Linked DNA regions of Ovis aries: region 2 is linked to region 1. A link is a contact called in public Hi-C data. All regions are on one chromosome and are shown on one strand. The core of a region is the stretch at or near the end of the contact, and the rest is flanking DNA. Distances in the headings are between cores, read along the strand shown.

Region 1 (3,153 bases), core at 190-2,689:
ATGGACTAACTCTGAGAGGACAGCGTCTAATAAGAGAAACAACAAAGCTCAAATCTTGGGCACCGTCTACCGACTTCACAAACTTGGGAACCATGAACATGACTGCACAGCAGTACACGGATAAAAAAATTTTTTGAGAAAGTTAGTTGATTTTCAGTGTAACGTGAGTCAACACTGATTTGAGTGCCAGAAAATAAACTCCATCCAAGGCGGCATCAACACATGTAGGATATCTGGGCAAGGAAGGCCATTTTCTCCAGCTTGCTGGAACACTTTTAAGTACTGAGTCACGTTCTGGGGAGTATACTAGCTGAAGAACACACAAAATGAGGTTGCGGTTGAAGAGGGAACTTTGAGGGGTCTTTCAAAAAGGGCGCACGGTGATGGGTTACTATGACAGATATTTATAAATGGTTGGAAGAGCTCACAGAAGGAAGTTCGATTTGACTCATGGAGCCAAGTCCAGAAGTCAAAGCAATGGATAGGTGGAAGAAAACACTTTTCAATGACGTTGACCATCAAAAATGTTAACGACGACGGGCGGCCACGCAGGGCGCGGTGGGGGTGGGGTGGGTCGCTTCTGGTCACTGAGGAGATTTGAGGCTTCTTACTTGAGAGGAGTTTCAGAACTTGTGGGTGGACTCCAAGTCTCATCTCCTGAGATTTTATGATCTGTGTATTGAAACGTCGCCCCAGGTAAAAGTGAGGCTTTCCCACTTTCGGGGAGCTAAGGAAACCCTGAGCGGGGGACGTCTGCACCCAGGCCACCCAAGCCAAGGTGAACGCCGGCCAACAGGGCGCTCTGCCGCCCGCCGACTTTTCTGACCGGGAGAAGGCCTTGGCTTCCGCAGACTTCACCTCCGACAACGTGCTTCACACGTGTCTCCCGCGTCCTGCTTCCTCCTTCAAACCCACTCCCCACAGGCGCTGCTCCTGAGGCGCCCGGCCCGGCGGCCCCACCGGCCACAGGCCCGGGCTTCCAGCCGCTCCAGAGCCTTCGCCCCACAGTCCGCCCGCCTTCGCATCCCCTGGGGGGGCCCCCGAGTCGCCCAACAAGGGGAGACAGGGGGCCCGGCGGGTTCTCCGCCCCGGGCCGACTTTCTCGCACTTTCTAGAGTCTGGAGCTCCCCTGCCTCTCGAGCGGGGACGCGGGGGGCCAGTCTGCGGGGCACTCTGGCCGGAGCCGGGGCGCCCGCGCCCCCGGAGCCCGGCGCCTCGGAGCCCGCGGGCCGGCCCGCCCCCTCCCCCAACCCCGCGGGGGGCTCGCGCCGCGGGGGGCGGGGGAGGGGCGGCGCGGGCGCCGGGAGACGCCGCCAAGGCCGGCGCGCGGGGAGGGCGGCCGGGCTCGGCACGCGCCCTCCCTCGGCCGCTTTCTCTCACATAAGCGCAGGCAGAGGGCGCGTCAGCCATGCCCTGCCCCTGCGCCCGCCGCCGCCGCGCAGCCCCGCGCTCCCCGGCCTCGCCGCCCGGCGCCGCCGCCGCTCTCGCCGCCCGGCCACCCGGCTCGCCCCGCCGCGGGGAGGGGGAGGCGGGGGCTCGCGGGCCCCGGGGCCGCCGCAGGGCGCGAGCCTCGCGGGGCGTCTGGGCTCGGCTACCCCTCGCTCCCCGAGCCGCCGAGCGGGGCGCCGTCCTCCCGCGCCCTCGCCTCACCTAGCGGGCCGCGGTCGCGGGCGCTCGGATGTCCGGTTTCCTGTGAGACGCTGCTCTGACCCCTCGGCTCGCGGGCGCCGGCGGTAGAGCGGCTCGCAGCGTCGCGAGCACCGAGCCCGGACCCGCTGCCGCCGCCCCGGCTCCGCGGGGTCCCGGGCGGCCCTCGGGGACAGGGCCGAGCCGCGAGGCAGCCTCGCCGGGGCGCCCGGCCCCCGCGCCCGTGGCCCGGCCACCATGCACTTGCTGGGCTTCTGCTCTCTGGCGTGTTCCCTGCTGGCCGCTGCGCTGCTCCCCGGTCCGCGCCGGGCGCCCGCCGCCGCCACCGCCTTCGAGTCGGGACTGGGCTTCTCGGACACGGAGCCGGACGCGGGCGAGGCCAAGGTGGGTGCGCGCTGCGGGGACCCTGGGGGCCTCGGGGACCGTGGGGACCCCGGGGAGGCGGGGGCGTCGGGTCTCAAAGGACCCAGAACCTGTGCAAAGAATGGGCTTGTGTTTCACCTTGTGTGCGTTGGATCCAAAGTTGCTGAGCTGAGTGTAGAGTTTCTGAGAGAAAGTTTTCTCCTTTTTTTCCACAGAAAGTTGTTACTAAATAGGAAGGCAATTTACGCCGAGTGCAAGGCTCGGAAGGTAGCTGGTGACCGCGCTCCTATAACCTACCGGCTGGAGAGCGGTCCCCGCCGGGGAGCCGAGCTGTGCTGGAACCCCGGTTAACCCGCCGGGAGGGTTCTTTTCTTCCCTAGCAAGTGAGTTGGGACCTCAGCAGCTCCCAGGGCTTGGATGACCAGTCATCCGAGGCTGCTTTTTATGGAGTGTTCCTCTTCTGTGGGGTTAGTAATGGGGCTTGAGGGCATCAGACTTCAGATTCACCTGGAGAAGTTGGTCAAACTTGAGATGCAACAGGATCTCGAATCACCATCAGGCATGGCTTTTCGACTTAGTAAACGCTGCATTTCTGAAATGTGGTCAAGAACTGTGAAAAGTAAGGTGGATTTTCTTGTCTGTTTTTCAACGAGATGTTTAACTCTTTGCCTGAAAAATGTTGCCAAGATGCTTTGGGGACATTCTGATTCCCAAATGTCGTATATTATTTGTGTCTGCTCTTCTAAAAAAAAAATGTATGTCTACCTTAAAAGCTCAGATCTGACATAAGGATGGAGAATATGCTTAATAAAGTTCTTGAATTCATGAAAAAGTTTCATATTCCACATAAGATGGGAAGTCTCACTTCACACACTTGCTGTAGCCCCTGGCTGGAACTGCTGCTGCTAAGTCGCTTCAGTGGTGTCTGACTCTGTGCGACCCCATGGACTGCAGCCTACCAGGCTCTTCCGTCCATGGATTTTCCAGGCAAGAGTATTGGGAGTGGGGTGCCAGTGCCTTCTCCGTAGCTGGAACTAGATTGCAGCAATTTATTTCATCTGATGGCAGGAATAGTGCCAGGCGTGTGTAACTGCTAATCATGAGTTTACTGATTAGCATATATTGACTGTGTACAAATTAAAT
Region 2 (3,153 bases), core at 448-2,947, 140 kb before region 1:
AGACTTCAGCTATAACAGCAGAATTGAGTAGTTGCAATAAAGACCTTGGGTTTGCGAAGCCTAAAATATTTACTGTTTGGTCCTTTATGGAAAAATGTTGACCTCTCCTAATGATATTAACACTTACCACTAATAATAATAGCAACAAAAGTCAATTTGTACAACTCTAATGAAAAATATTTAAAATATTTCAAGTGGTGATGTACTGTTTATTTCTTTAGGAAACTAATATAGTTGATTTTGTTAACTGATCAATATTATCTAACAGTAAATTTTTACATCAATATGTCCAAGCTTAAATTTAACATTCACATATATGTTAATCTCTATAATGACGAGTTTATTAAACTCTTAATATCACACTTATGCATTTAATGTTTATACTATACCATATAATACTGATTATAAAAATTAGAATGCTGACCCTAGTGTATAATCATAAATACATTTATGATATTTAAATTGTGGTACATTGAACAAATGTCATCTACGTTTACTTAATTAAAAGACTATAGATTAACATTCCCTAGTTTTAAAATATCAAAAGTGAAAATCAATCAGACTACTTGATCTAAGGTAATTAGAGAAACATATTCACTTTATTAAATTTTTGGATTAGAGGCAATTGAAGCCATCAGTGACCAAGCAAGAAACCATATCAAAAACAATCTATTGGACATCAATAATACTATAAAGTCATCCTTTGTAAAGTGAAGAGGCAGAAGACACTTTACTATATATAAAAGTTAGTCGTATAACTGACAAGTACAGAAATGCAATGGACTTATCTGAGTGGGAAGGGAGGCAGTGCAGTACAGTTTAGAAGATGATGTCCTTGGTCTTGATACTGTTTGTTATTTGAAGAGATTTATTCTTTAAAGGCATTTCATTTGCTGATATATCAGTTGTGATATATCACAGTTTGAATATGGTGTTTATTTGAAGAAATTAAAACAATAAATTATTTCCTTTTGGGGCATATGACAAAAAGATAGACTTTTAAAGATTCTAACAGTAACTATAGCTTATAGTCATTAATTAAAATAATAAAACTCTACATGATGTTTAGAAATAAAACATAACTTATAAAACAGATACTCAGATGACAGAGGACTTAAACATACAGGTTACCTAGTTTTAGAAGCTTATATGTAAATCATCTTGGTCTTTTGATACAACTCAAAAATGGTCCCTCTTTGGATCTGCACTCAGTGTAGAATGAATCTACTGTAATTCTAGTCTGTTTTCATGAAGTTGACATGTATTGATGAGCCATCAGAAAAAATCTCCTCAGAAGGAAAAACCATCCATATTCTTTGAATAGAAATTCAATTATTTCTTAAGATGCCATGTGACTATACAATGGGGATCTAACTTCTAAACTAGAGTCCTACAGACACAGCCTTAGCATTAAGCCAGGGTAAACAGGTATTATTTAGTAATAGAGTACCATCACTACACACAAAAATGACAAAACACTGATTATCTTTGAAGCATACAATATATATGAGACTACAAAATCTGTGCTACAAATCTGTTGAACTATAATCTTCCACTTTCTCAGCTATGTGGTTGCTTCAGAATATTAAGTCTACAATTTTCTCTTTCATTTTCCTTTCAGACACTGACTAAGTGTGACAAATAGCTTTATGTCTCATCTCATTTCATTTCCATGATGTGATCTTCAAAACCACAAACGCATCAAGAGCAGAAATGACTTTATACCACTAATTCTGGTTGTTTTCATAGACCTAATCCTGGAGGCAGGAGCTGCTTGACCGGCAAGTCATGGCCTTATTTTAGCCCACAAGAATATTTTGCTTAACCACCGTAGTATTTTAGAAACTGGGAAATTTTGTGAATCATTCCTAATCTTTGACTTTTCTTGAAAATTAAAAAAAAAAAAAAACCTTTCAATATGGGTCCACAGCTCCATACGGTAATAAGCAGTTGGATGTATTTTGTGTCTGCCACAGCCTTGACCTATTCTACTGCTTCACATCTGGGGCTTTTCATTGATTCAAACTGCCTACAGAGTATCTACATTTTCTGACTTTCTGAGTTTTTCAGTGATTTGGCCCCTAGCACAATTAGAACATAGCAATTAACCTTTCCCTGCATATTTGATTGGTATTTCCTATTCACTTTCTTACCAATTTTGAATCAACTAACTAGATTCATACAGCATGTGATACTGAAGAGTACAGAACAAGGAGGAGAATGAAATCTCACTTGATGAATAACAGAAACTGAAGTTTGAATGTGCCCTCTGGTCACTTGTCCCTGAAGCTTGACACTTCCAGTATGCCTCTGGATCAGTCCACGTACAACCTGACCTATGTAGATAATTTATTGGACAAAACTGACTCAGACTTTTCTGGAATTTTAAATTATAAGTACTAAATCCCTCTGAACTTCTTCAATGTCCAGAGTCGAAGTTGAAGTATCATCATTAGAAATTACAATAATCAGTTCAAATCCTATAATACCTTTCAATGGACACTAAATTATTATCTTAAGCTTTTTAAATGCATATAATGCTAAAACTGGAATTTATCTGAAGATGGTAAAACTTCTTATAATAAATATATACAATACGTGAAAATAACATATGCCTGCCTTTCTTACCTCTACTATCCTTAATCTACTCCTGTTCACCTTTTATATTTCCTATATTATTTGAGATGATAAACAGAAACAGTGCTGTAAGATATTTGTCTAAATTTTACAAAACCAAGGAACTATAACAAGCTTGATTTCACTCTCCTTAGCATACAGTTTCTTTTATCTCATGGCATGATAATTAAATGCATTAAAATATGCTCTTTGGTCTGTGTTTTTATTACTTTGGTTTTCTTATTTGAGCATAAATGAGCTTTATTTCATTTTAAAATTTCATTTCTGACACATTACCCATCATTCAATAATGCTGCAACTGGATGGAAATCATTTCAATAATGTGTAGATGCAAATCTTAAAGAAAAATTAAAATTCTTAATGAATTATTAAGAAATGTAAATTTATGATAAAAATCCAAACCAGACACAATTATGCATAAGTTGCTTTCCCCCAAATAAACACATAAACAAACACATACTCACATGCAAACTCCATTTTTCAAAGATAATATTTGTAATTTTTTATATTCTCACT

The links. Hi-C and Micro-C count contacts between places; a contact is called where the count stands out from the background.
Region 2: a Hi-C map of skin fibroblasts shows a contact between it and region 1, with 3 times the contacts expected there. The contact joins the enhancer-like site here to the promoter of VEGFC in region 1. A contact is called at or near these places in 2 of 16 Hi-C or Micro-C datasets (skin fibroblasts and tail adipose tissue).

The regions. Positions count from the first base shown.
Region 1 is chr26:7,310,619-7,313,771 of ARS-UI_Ramb_v3.0, reverse strand. VEGFC (vascular endothelial growth factor C) reads left to right here and starts at 1,439. Exons shown (of 7, transcript XM_004021836.6): 1 at 1,439-2,031. The coding sequence starts at 1,885.
Region 2 is chr26:7,450,970-7,454,122 of ARS-UI_Ramb_v3.0, reverse strand. No RefSeq gene overlaps it. Among named protein-coding and RNA genes, the nearest start is that of NEIL3, 5.0 kb to the left of the region's middle. Within about 2 kb of position 1,697, at least 3 of the 54 cell types and tissues checked have an H3K27ac peak or open chromatin away from gene starts, as enhancers often do.